Linked DNA regions of Mustela erminea: region 1 is linked to region 2. A link is a contact called in public Hi-C data. All regions are on one chromosome and are shown on one strand. Each heading gives the region's core, a stretch centred on a gene start, on an enhancer-like site or on the middle of the called end of the contact. The rest is flanking DNA. Distances are from core to core; before and after follow the strand shown.

Evidence for each region. Hi-C and Micro-C count contacts between places; a contact is called where the count stands out from the background.
Region 1: a Hi-C map of spleen shows a contact between it and region 2, with 1.9 times the contacts expected there. The contact joins the enhancer-like site here to the promoter of PEAK1 in region 2. A contact is called at or near these places in 3 of 3 Hi-C or Micro-C datasets (fibroblasts, skeletal muscle and spleen).

What each region holds. Positions count from the first base shown.
Region 1 is chr5:30,018,831-30,023,238 of mMusErm1.Pri, reverse strand. It overlaps a transcript of HMG20A not described here. Among named protein-coding and RNA genes, the nearest start is that of HMG20A, 89 kb to the right of the region's middle. Within about 2 kb of position 2,413, the one cell type or tissue checked has open chromatin away from gene starts, as enhancers often do. A contact at or near this core is called in fibroblasts, where this site is marked.
Region 2 is chr5:29,929,647-29,934,271 of mMusErm1.Pri, reverse strand. It overlaps PEAK1 (inactive tyrosine-protein kinase PEAK1), which reads left to right and starts at 2,669. Exons shown (of 7, transcript XM_032342363.1): 1 at 2,669-2,974. It overlaps HMG20A (high mobility group protein 20A), which reads right to left and starts at 2,313. Exons shown (of 10, transcript XM_032342366.1): 1 at 1,990-2,313.

The DNA of each region.
Region 1 (4,408 bases), core at 1,164-3,663, 89 kb before region 2:
GCCCCGACCTGTGGATCCAAGAGGGACAACCTGGCTCCTGGAGAGGGAACGCCAGGCAGAGCTCCAGATGTGGAAGGGGCAGGGGGGGTGGGGATGGGTCAGATGGGATAACCAGGTTGTAGGTCAGATGGGATAACCCAAGACGTAGTTCGCACAGAACTTTACAGCGTATTAGAAACTACCTGGGCTTAGGCCATTTTGATCCAGACTGCGAGCTCCAGAGCTAGAAGGGAACACCTAGTCCTTTCTGTGTTAAGTACCTTTTAGGGCGAGCGCTGTGAATAAGTAAATGGCAAGAAGAGCAGGCTGCTTCCTGGGAGAACACCCAGCAGTAAACAGAGCAGGAGTCGTGGATTTAGAACATCCCGCAGGATACATAGTGAAGACACAGCCTGATCCATGGACTTCACGGTCAGTACAGATGCCCCCTGCCCCGGTTCTAGTGGAGAGAGGGTCAGGAGATGTCACCTGGCTTCTAAGGGGATACAGAAGTGGCCGGGTTGGGAGTCACACCACAGAGGCCTTCGAGAGAACCCACCCGAATGTTTGTTCATGATGTCATTATTGTACCTCAACAGCCTTCCAAGGTATGCAGGGCCCAATTAAACCTCCATTCTACAGCGGAGAAAACCAAGTCTTTAAGAGATGAAGAGACCCGCCTCCCGTCCCAGCAGCAAGTGGCAGCTGTGGCTCCGAGCCCCAGGTTTCCCTGCTCCAGCCACGGTCAGGCTTTCCTCAGCGACCTGAGCCAGAGGAGGGCGGGTGCGGAGGGCCAGAGGGCCTGGATACTGGGGCCCACAGGGGTGGGTGTGGGGGGAGAGGCCGGCTTCAGGTTCAAGTTGCTTGTCTTGCAGGAGTGTAGAGTTACCGCACGAGTCCCAGAGCATAAACAGAGTTAACACCCCATTAAATACAATGGACTTTCTTGGAGCTTCAGACATGTCACGAGCAAGACGAGCTGAGCAGGAGCTGGCCAGGGAGTAAAACGCGTCGTGCGCGCCGCCTGACCGCTTTCAACAAAGGAAAACCCAGCAAGGGGAGAGGAGAGCGCCGGCAGCGGCTCTGCGGGCTCAGGGCTGAGGATCCGGTAATGAAGTCTTTCTGGAAGGTAAGAGAGGGCTGTGTGCTATTTTTAAACCTGCTGGAGCAGCACATGGACTCCTGCCCCGCGCAATTTCTCCAGCGGAGGAGGGGCCCCGGGGGGAACGCAGCCAGGAATTTCGAGGCTATTTATCGTATTTCCTTTTATCAGGCAAATGATTTTCCTATTTCCCACATAGATAAAGATCTTCTGCTTACAACTCCAGCTCATTGACCTTGTCAGGACCGCTGTGCAGTCTGGAAATTGGTCCCAGAGAGAGAGAAGGGCGTTGTTGTTAGGGGTTGGCTCGAGGGGGTTGGGTCTTTCTTCTCCCAGCAGGGAGGAGGTCGGTCTGCCAAAAACAAAACAAAACAAAACAAAATAAGTAAGTAAAATAAATAAGTTAATTTAAAACCTTGCTCCCTGCCCCCAACTCAAAATGGACTGTTCTGTGCTATTTTGCAAAACTGCAAGGTTGACCAAGGAGGCTTTCAGTTCACCAGACTCCCCACACTCCCACCTGAGTACGTCCACAGCATTTTTCACCAGGACTGCTCTCTCCCTGTCTCCCGTTCTCTCTCTTCTGTCTCTCCTGCAGCAGCAAGCCCTACCCTGGAGCCAGCCCGAGACCCACGGCTGCATCGCTGTCTTGGCAGGCAGTGAGCAGAGGGGGCGGCAGCTCGGTCTCAGCTTGCAAACGGAGCCAGGCTCTTGGCTGTGCCAGCTCTGGAGGCCCCTTGGAGATGCCAGTGTGCCTGAGTGAGGCAGTTGCAACTTCCCCTCGGCTGCAAGCCTCTGGAGCCGGCAAGACTTCTGGAAGCTGCAATCTTAGGCAAGGGTGTGGCCGGAGGGCTGCTGATGGGCGGGAGGTCTCTCCCTGGGCAGGCTGCCCTCCTCACCTTGCCTTGCCCGGGCCTGCTGGCCAGGTTCACGGGCAGGAGCAGCACCAGCGATCCGCACCTTCTCGGGCACAGGACCAGAGGATGCTGTGGGAGGCTGGGGTTTTATTATAAATGTTCTCCATTTCTGGCTTGTTCAAAAGCACAAAACATAAAGAGAGCCAGCTAGACGGAGGGAAGCCAGCTCCTTGCAGACTCAGCGTTTGAATAGCAAGGAGCTGCAGGCCCTCCTTGGACCAGCGTGGGTCTGTGGTGGGCTTGAACAGAGCCGCAGGCTTTTTTGAGCCCCCGTCTCTCCGCACCGTGGTGGTGTTTCCCGGCCAGGGCAGCAGAGGGCGCTGGCTCTCCCAACAGCCTCCTGTCCCGGGCAGCTCTCCCACACATCTGGAAATGGGCTCTACCACTCTCTTATGAAATGTTGGATGAAGATCTGTCCGTGTGAGACGTGCTGGCACCGAGTGAGCGAGAATACACATCAAGAATTCCACTTTCTCATTAGTTCAGTTTCCCCCTCAAGAGCCCTGGTGGAATGTGGGGAATTTGCCTTGCCAAGGCAGCCAGCACACTGGAGTCTTGGGCTTGGTTCAGCCCGGGTGGAATGCTTAGAGGGACCACCTCTGGTCTGAAGCCTTTGCCCTTCCCTCCCACGTGGAGGGGGGAAAAGAAAACAGAAGAGCAGGACCTCCCAGATCTTTCCCCCAGGGGAAGAAAGCTAAAGATGTTTGGCCTTGCCCCTGTGGGCTTCCTGAAGAGAGCAACTGCCCACGTTTCCAGGTCATTGGGAAAGAAGATCTAATTCTAAGAAAGCGTCTTCCCATACGGCAAGCGATTAGAAATGCTGGTGACATTTGCAAACGATGGAGCAGGGAGAGGAGAGACTGGCTGGAGGAGGGCAGAGCCGAAGCCTGGGAAGGGACCTGGTTGCTATTCCCAGAATGTTCCCTAGACGTCCGCAAGCTGCATGCATTTAAATGTCCACATTTTCCCGCAGAAGCCAGCAATCTGTACTTCTCTTGGCCAAACAACACATCAGTCTAATATGGTGTGGGAGAAATGTGTTACATTCTTTTATGAACAGAATGTTAACACCTCCTAGAATCAATATTTATATCCAAGAACACAATGAACTGGCTTGTTTTGTGCTGCTGCAGGTATAAGAAAGGGACATTTGGGGGAAGCTGGAGATTGCCCTTGCTTCTACCCAGAAAGGCAGGCCCAGGGCAAACCAGCTGGGGCTCAGGCATCCAGAGGGTTTCCGCCCCTGAGACCCTGCTAGCTCCCTTCCTGCCCCTGCTGCTTTCTGTCTCCTGGGATTGTGAGAGGAAGCCAGAGGCAGCAAGTGGGGCAGGACGTGGCAGCGGAGGCCAGGACGTGAGGCAGTATCCTGTCCACATGACAGTTTGGGGGAAGGAGGGTCAGGCTTGCATCCTGGAACTTTCTAGTGCATAGCAAAGTGAGAGCTGACACAACATAAATGCTTAGACGAGAGACTTCTGGGGGCTGGAGAAAAGGGAACAGGGTGAGATGGCTCTTTTTCTGGGGTCACCCTGGTGATATTTTTCTGGCCAGGCAGTTTCCCTCATTGAAGACAGCAGCTGTGACAGAGACGGAAGCCAAGTCTCCTCTCTCCAGAATGCTGTCTATTCCTCGGAGGTTTTTGGGAAACTCCATCAAGCTCCTTAGGCTGTTTCGTTCCTGAATGCTGTTTTTATTTGACTGCCTTTAGAAGCCTCTGGGTCTGCAGCCTGGAGTCAGGGCCTTGCTCCTAACAGGTAACGTCCTTTCCTAATTATAAAAACAAAAATAAACGCCTTTCTCCCTCATCTGGAAAATTTCAGTTTTGCCTGCATCCAGCTGCCTAGAAAGTGGCACCTGGTCCCACTGCTGTTCTGGTATCAGGGGCAGAACAAAGAAATAGTCAGTGTCACATCTAGAAATGTGAGTGTCCTCTTCATCTCGTGGACTGGATTGGGGTCTCATTTTGCAGAGCGAGCAGGCCCGCTTCGTTTCCAGATTAGATGCTGAAGGTTACCCCTTTAACAATAGCACTTGTCTCTCATTAAATGCCTGGAGCTCATTATGGTATTACCTCCAGAAAAGTCTTCTCTGCTTTAATAGGCATGATCTTTAGAAAAGCTCCTTTGGCTTATGTATAAGACCAAGACATGATTAATCTTGGCCCCATTTAGCCGTGGGTCACATCTTCAGGGTACAGTGAAACCTCTTCTTTGCATGACCACAATTTACAATTTTCTAAAATTTACAGCCCTTCTCTGTCGTTAGCATGTTTAGTTGCAATTCCCTTGGTATGTCCTGTTATTTTCTTCTGGTTCTAAGAAACCATCAGTAGATATCCCAATCATATTTGCTATAAAATTGGCCGTGATAAACAGACAGTAATTCACTGGAAGGCGTGAGGATGTTTAGC
Region 2 (4,625 bases), core at 1,420-3,919:
TAGTTCCTAATACTATAGTTTAATTTGTCAGGGTGATCATATCTTATTTTCTTCTGTATTATATTAATATGAAAGATAGTGAGCATTTTCTTTCTAATCAATTAATTAATACTTGCTTGCAGCAGTCTACATGTCCTGAACCTTCAATTAATCATAACATAGACATTATCAGGTCTTGCTTTTTCAGTTACTGCAGAAATTTTGTAGTCTTTCGAAAGGTAACTCACTGATTTTAGGGTCTTCGTTTTTTTTTTTTTTTTTAATGTTACAGAAGGCTAAAACACATATTTTTTCCTTATTGTAGTATTTGGTTTAAAACATTTTGTAATAAACTCTAAGTGAAATAACTTTTTAAAAGAACTAGAATTAGCTCTTTCCGCCTGCCTCTCCATCTACTTGTGATTTCTGTCAAATAAATAAATAAATAAAATCTTTAAAAGAAAAAAAAAAAAAGAACTAGAATTAGGGTGCCTGGGTGGCTCAGTGGGTTAAGCCTCTGCCTTCGGCTCAGGTCATGATCTCAGTGTCCTGGGATAAAGTCCTGCATCGGTCTCTCTGCTCAGCGGAGAGCCTGCTTCCCTCTCTCTCTCTGCCTGCCTCTCTGCCTACTTGTAATCTCTCTCTGTCAAATAAACAAATAAAATCTTAAAAAAAAAAAAAAAAGAACTAGAATTAAAACAACTGCAAATTCTGAGGATAGAGTAGGTAACAAATCCCAAAGGAAAAAATACACAGGCCTTATTCTTTTAAAAATCCTTTAAAGACATTACAGTTCACTTGGTATTCTAAAATCACTGAAATTGCGATCTCATAGGCTCCAGATTGATTCCTTCAGTACACACACACCCACACCCACACACCCACACACCCACACAGCGATATTTGAATAGAGAAGCCAAGAAATCTAAATTGTTGAGTATTTATTACCACTCTACATATCGTTTCTTATAAAGCATTGAGAACATAGGAAAAATAAAAAATTCTGTCTTATTCACCTTTGTCCTCTGTGAGCCAAATGTCCTGCATGCTTAAAATCTAGCTTAGTATCATGACTCTTGCACCATGGTTTGAAAACACAAACAGCAGATACCAGTTTTTAATCGGTGCTGAAAGTAATTAAATTACCAAGGGGAAAAATATACCAGCGCACAACTCTCACAAGTGCTACATGAAAGTTACATGTAAGAATTTTTAAGGTTAGGGGAAGTTGTTTTCAGATACAGGGCAAAAGCTGTAGCCTCAAATCAACAGGTCTAGGAATGTAAGACCCTCATCATACCAGTTAAGGTAATACCAAGTATTTTAGTACTTCAGTACGATACTTCCACTCTTATAAGGTGAAAATGCCTCAAAACACCGAGTCCTATAATAAACGACCTCCTTAAAAGAGCACCTACAGAGTTCGGGTGGCATGCCTAGACAGAACACACCACTATACCTCACTCAAATAAGGTTGGACTTGAGTAGGGGAGCAGAGGTAGAGAATCCATTAATTACACAATAAAGTATGTCTTGTAGAGCGCAGAAGTTTTAACGAGGGTCTTCCAATACTGTGATGAACGCATTAAACAACTGGAGGGAGCAAATTTTCCATCTTACACGTGGAAATAAAACTCAAAAATTCTGACTGGAGGCTGGTGATTAGCACAACTTCGTGGAATAACCTAACTTTTCACATAAAACAAAATCCTAAAACTTTAAGAGACCATCTATGCAAATGGCACCAAGTACCACCTTTTCAAGCCTTCGCCGGCACTGAAGTGGGTCGGACACCCCCAAACCATCACCCTACCCCCACAGGAAATGAGTTCTGTCTTCCCCCTCCCCTTGGACTGCCTTCCTCCCTTCCCCCAACCGGAAGTGAAGCGCCCCCATTCAGTCGGCCTTAAACCGAGACAAACCAGTAACAACAGCAAAAGAGAGATGATCCTCAAGGGGGTGAAGGGCACCTCCACTGTGGCCACCCCGAAGCTCGCCGTGCTTACTGACCTGCTGACGATAGGGGCAGGCAGGGGCCTGGGGCCTATAGAAAGTCCCTTGCACAGAGGACAATTCCCTGAGCCCCTCTCAATCGCCTTCACTCTTCTCACTCCGTCGCCTCACAGCATGGAAAAAAATTCATCCGCAGCACTTTATTTTGTCATATTTTCTTTCCCTTTACCTAGTCGCTTAACCATCTTCTCATAGGTAACTTTTCTTAGCGCAATAACATTTAAAATTGTTCCGGTGGGGAGAAAAATGGAATATTATTTCCCACACCTTCAGAAAAACGAAGGGATTATTTTGTTCAAATGCGGCGAAGGACTACGTGATTACGCAAGGTGAGTCTACTTTCGCGGAGGTTTCTGGGAGATGTAGTTTTTTAAACTGCTAAGGCCTGCAGAAAGGAATCGGTAACTGCTATATACTGGAATCCTTGGAAACACATGTTTTGTATTCGAGAGCAGACTGATCAAGGGACTTCGGCACCCAAAGGGCCAATACTCTGTTGCCCTTTTCCTCTGGAACTTAATGGAACCAAAATTTCCCTTCACTTTGGACCAAGGTCCTGCTTGTCCTGCCCTCTTCCTTTGGCCACGCCCCCGTCGCCAGTCAGGTGCCCTCATAGGCTCATCCTCTGGAGGTAGGAACGCGAGAGGAGGGGCGTCACGGTGACTCCTCCCGCGGGGCCGAAGTGAGGCTGGTGAGAGGGGCCGACGGCCGAGGGCTCGTGCGCGCGCGCGTGCTCTTCCCTAGGGAGCGCGGCGGCGAGTGTGCGCGCAGAGGGGTGGCGCGCTGGGCTGGGAGGAGGCTGGCAGGCTGGTGGGCTGGGCGGGCGGCGGGCGGCCGGGAGCGCGCGGCAGACTCGGCGGCGGCGAGTAGTTAGTTACTTGTTAGTCAGTGTCAGTTGCTCGGTGGAGGCGGCAGCGGTCACCAGGAAGGGGACGGGACGGCCGGCGATGGTGGTCACCACAGCGGCATGTGCGCCTTTCAGGTAACGGGGGCAGGGCTCCCCGCGTCCCCTTGGTTCCCTTCTCCTCCGGCGCCGATTTGGGGGACCACGGTCGTCCTGGGGTGAGGGCGCTGACCCGGGGGAATCCGGGCGGGGCGGCTCGGGGTCGAGTGGCGCCGCCGCGGGGGCCCAGGCGGCCGGTGTGTCCCGCCTGGCGCGGGCTCTGCGGCCACCCCCGAGCCCCGCCGCTCCCGGGGCTAGCCGCCGCCGCCCCCGCCCCCTACAGCGCCGGCGGCGGCGGCCCCGGTAGCTCGGCGCCCCCCAGAGGAGGGAAAGTTGGGACCTGGAGAAGAGGGACGCCCCCGGGCGCGGCTGGGAGGCTGCTGGGGAAAGGGAAGCCTGTAAAGAGCTGGATGCGGGGAGACTGGGGCAGGAAGGGCTTCTCTCTCTCTTTGCTAAGTCTACACGGTCATCCTGCTCCAAACCCGGGCGGATCCGGCGCAGGCTCGCCGGCCGCGCCGGGACGAAACCCGGGGGCTCTTTGCCCACTCCCTTGGCCCTGCGGTTTGTGAGGCCGCTAACGTGCGGGTTTGCTGGGTTGTTTGGGAATTTTCAGTGGTTCGGTTGGTCAGTTTATTTCTCCTTTGCCCTTTGACTCATCCGTTCTTGCTACTTTTCTTACCTTCCGCGTTGAGGACTAGCAGTCTGAACCCCCATGCCTCCCCCTCGCTGTCTCTGCACCATCGGTCTGAGAATTTGATTTCGTTTTTCGACCTTTGACAATGTTAAAGACAGCTGAGAGCAACAGGAAGGAGATTTCCCACCTTTAAATGGTACTTTTTCGCCATCCGTCCCCCCCCCACCCCCCCCCCCCCCCGCCCAAGATCCAAGTTTAGGAATTTGAGAGCTGTGGATTGGAGTTATTAGAAGGCTGGCGTTGAGGGGATAGTGACGAGTTAAAAGAAAACTATGATTTCATCTTTATTGGCTTTGCTGTAGAAAACCTAATACATTTTTCTTCTGACTCTGTTAAATGTGGTAAGATTAAGCGTTGAATTAAGTATTTGGAGACTTACATAAAAGGCTATTTTTAGGTCTTTGGATGATGTATGTCAACAGCTTTTCACCTGAATCGTGTTTGCCACCAGGATTCTGTTTTGGGGCCTGTTTTGGGTACTGATTTTTTGTTCAGCCACAGCGTCTTTTTATCCTGATAAATGAAATAATGTAGGAATGTGTGTAGTGGGAGAACCCATATTGCTCTCTATAGTGTGAAAGTGAAAAACGTGAATTATGCACAGGGGTAAAACTTTCCATGAGAAGTCTTGGATAGTTAGTTGCTGCATGATGGCCTCTCCTGTAATCTCGGAGCTTTTCCAGATAGCTCAATTCACTGACTACCTTAATTACTTTCTGAAGTGCCTGTCACTTCTTCTCTTCTGTGACTCTTTTAGTAAGCTATAATGGCAGGTATGGTACATTTTTGTGGCATTGAAGATGGGAGGTATAGCTTTGGCCCAGAGATTAATAGTTAACAATGGAAGCAGAATTCATACCATTCCTAGTGAGTTTTGGCTATGACCAACTCAAAAACTATGTGAAAAAACAAACATCTTTCCATAGCTGTCAGAGGGGGAAGTATTTTATCATGTCTTTATTTTGGAGACTCTAACTTGATCATATTATGTGGGGA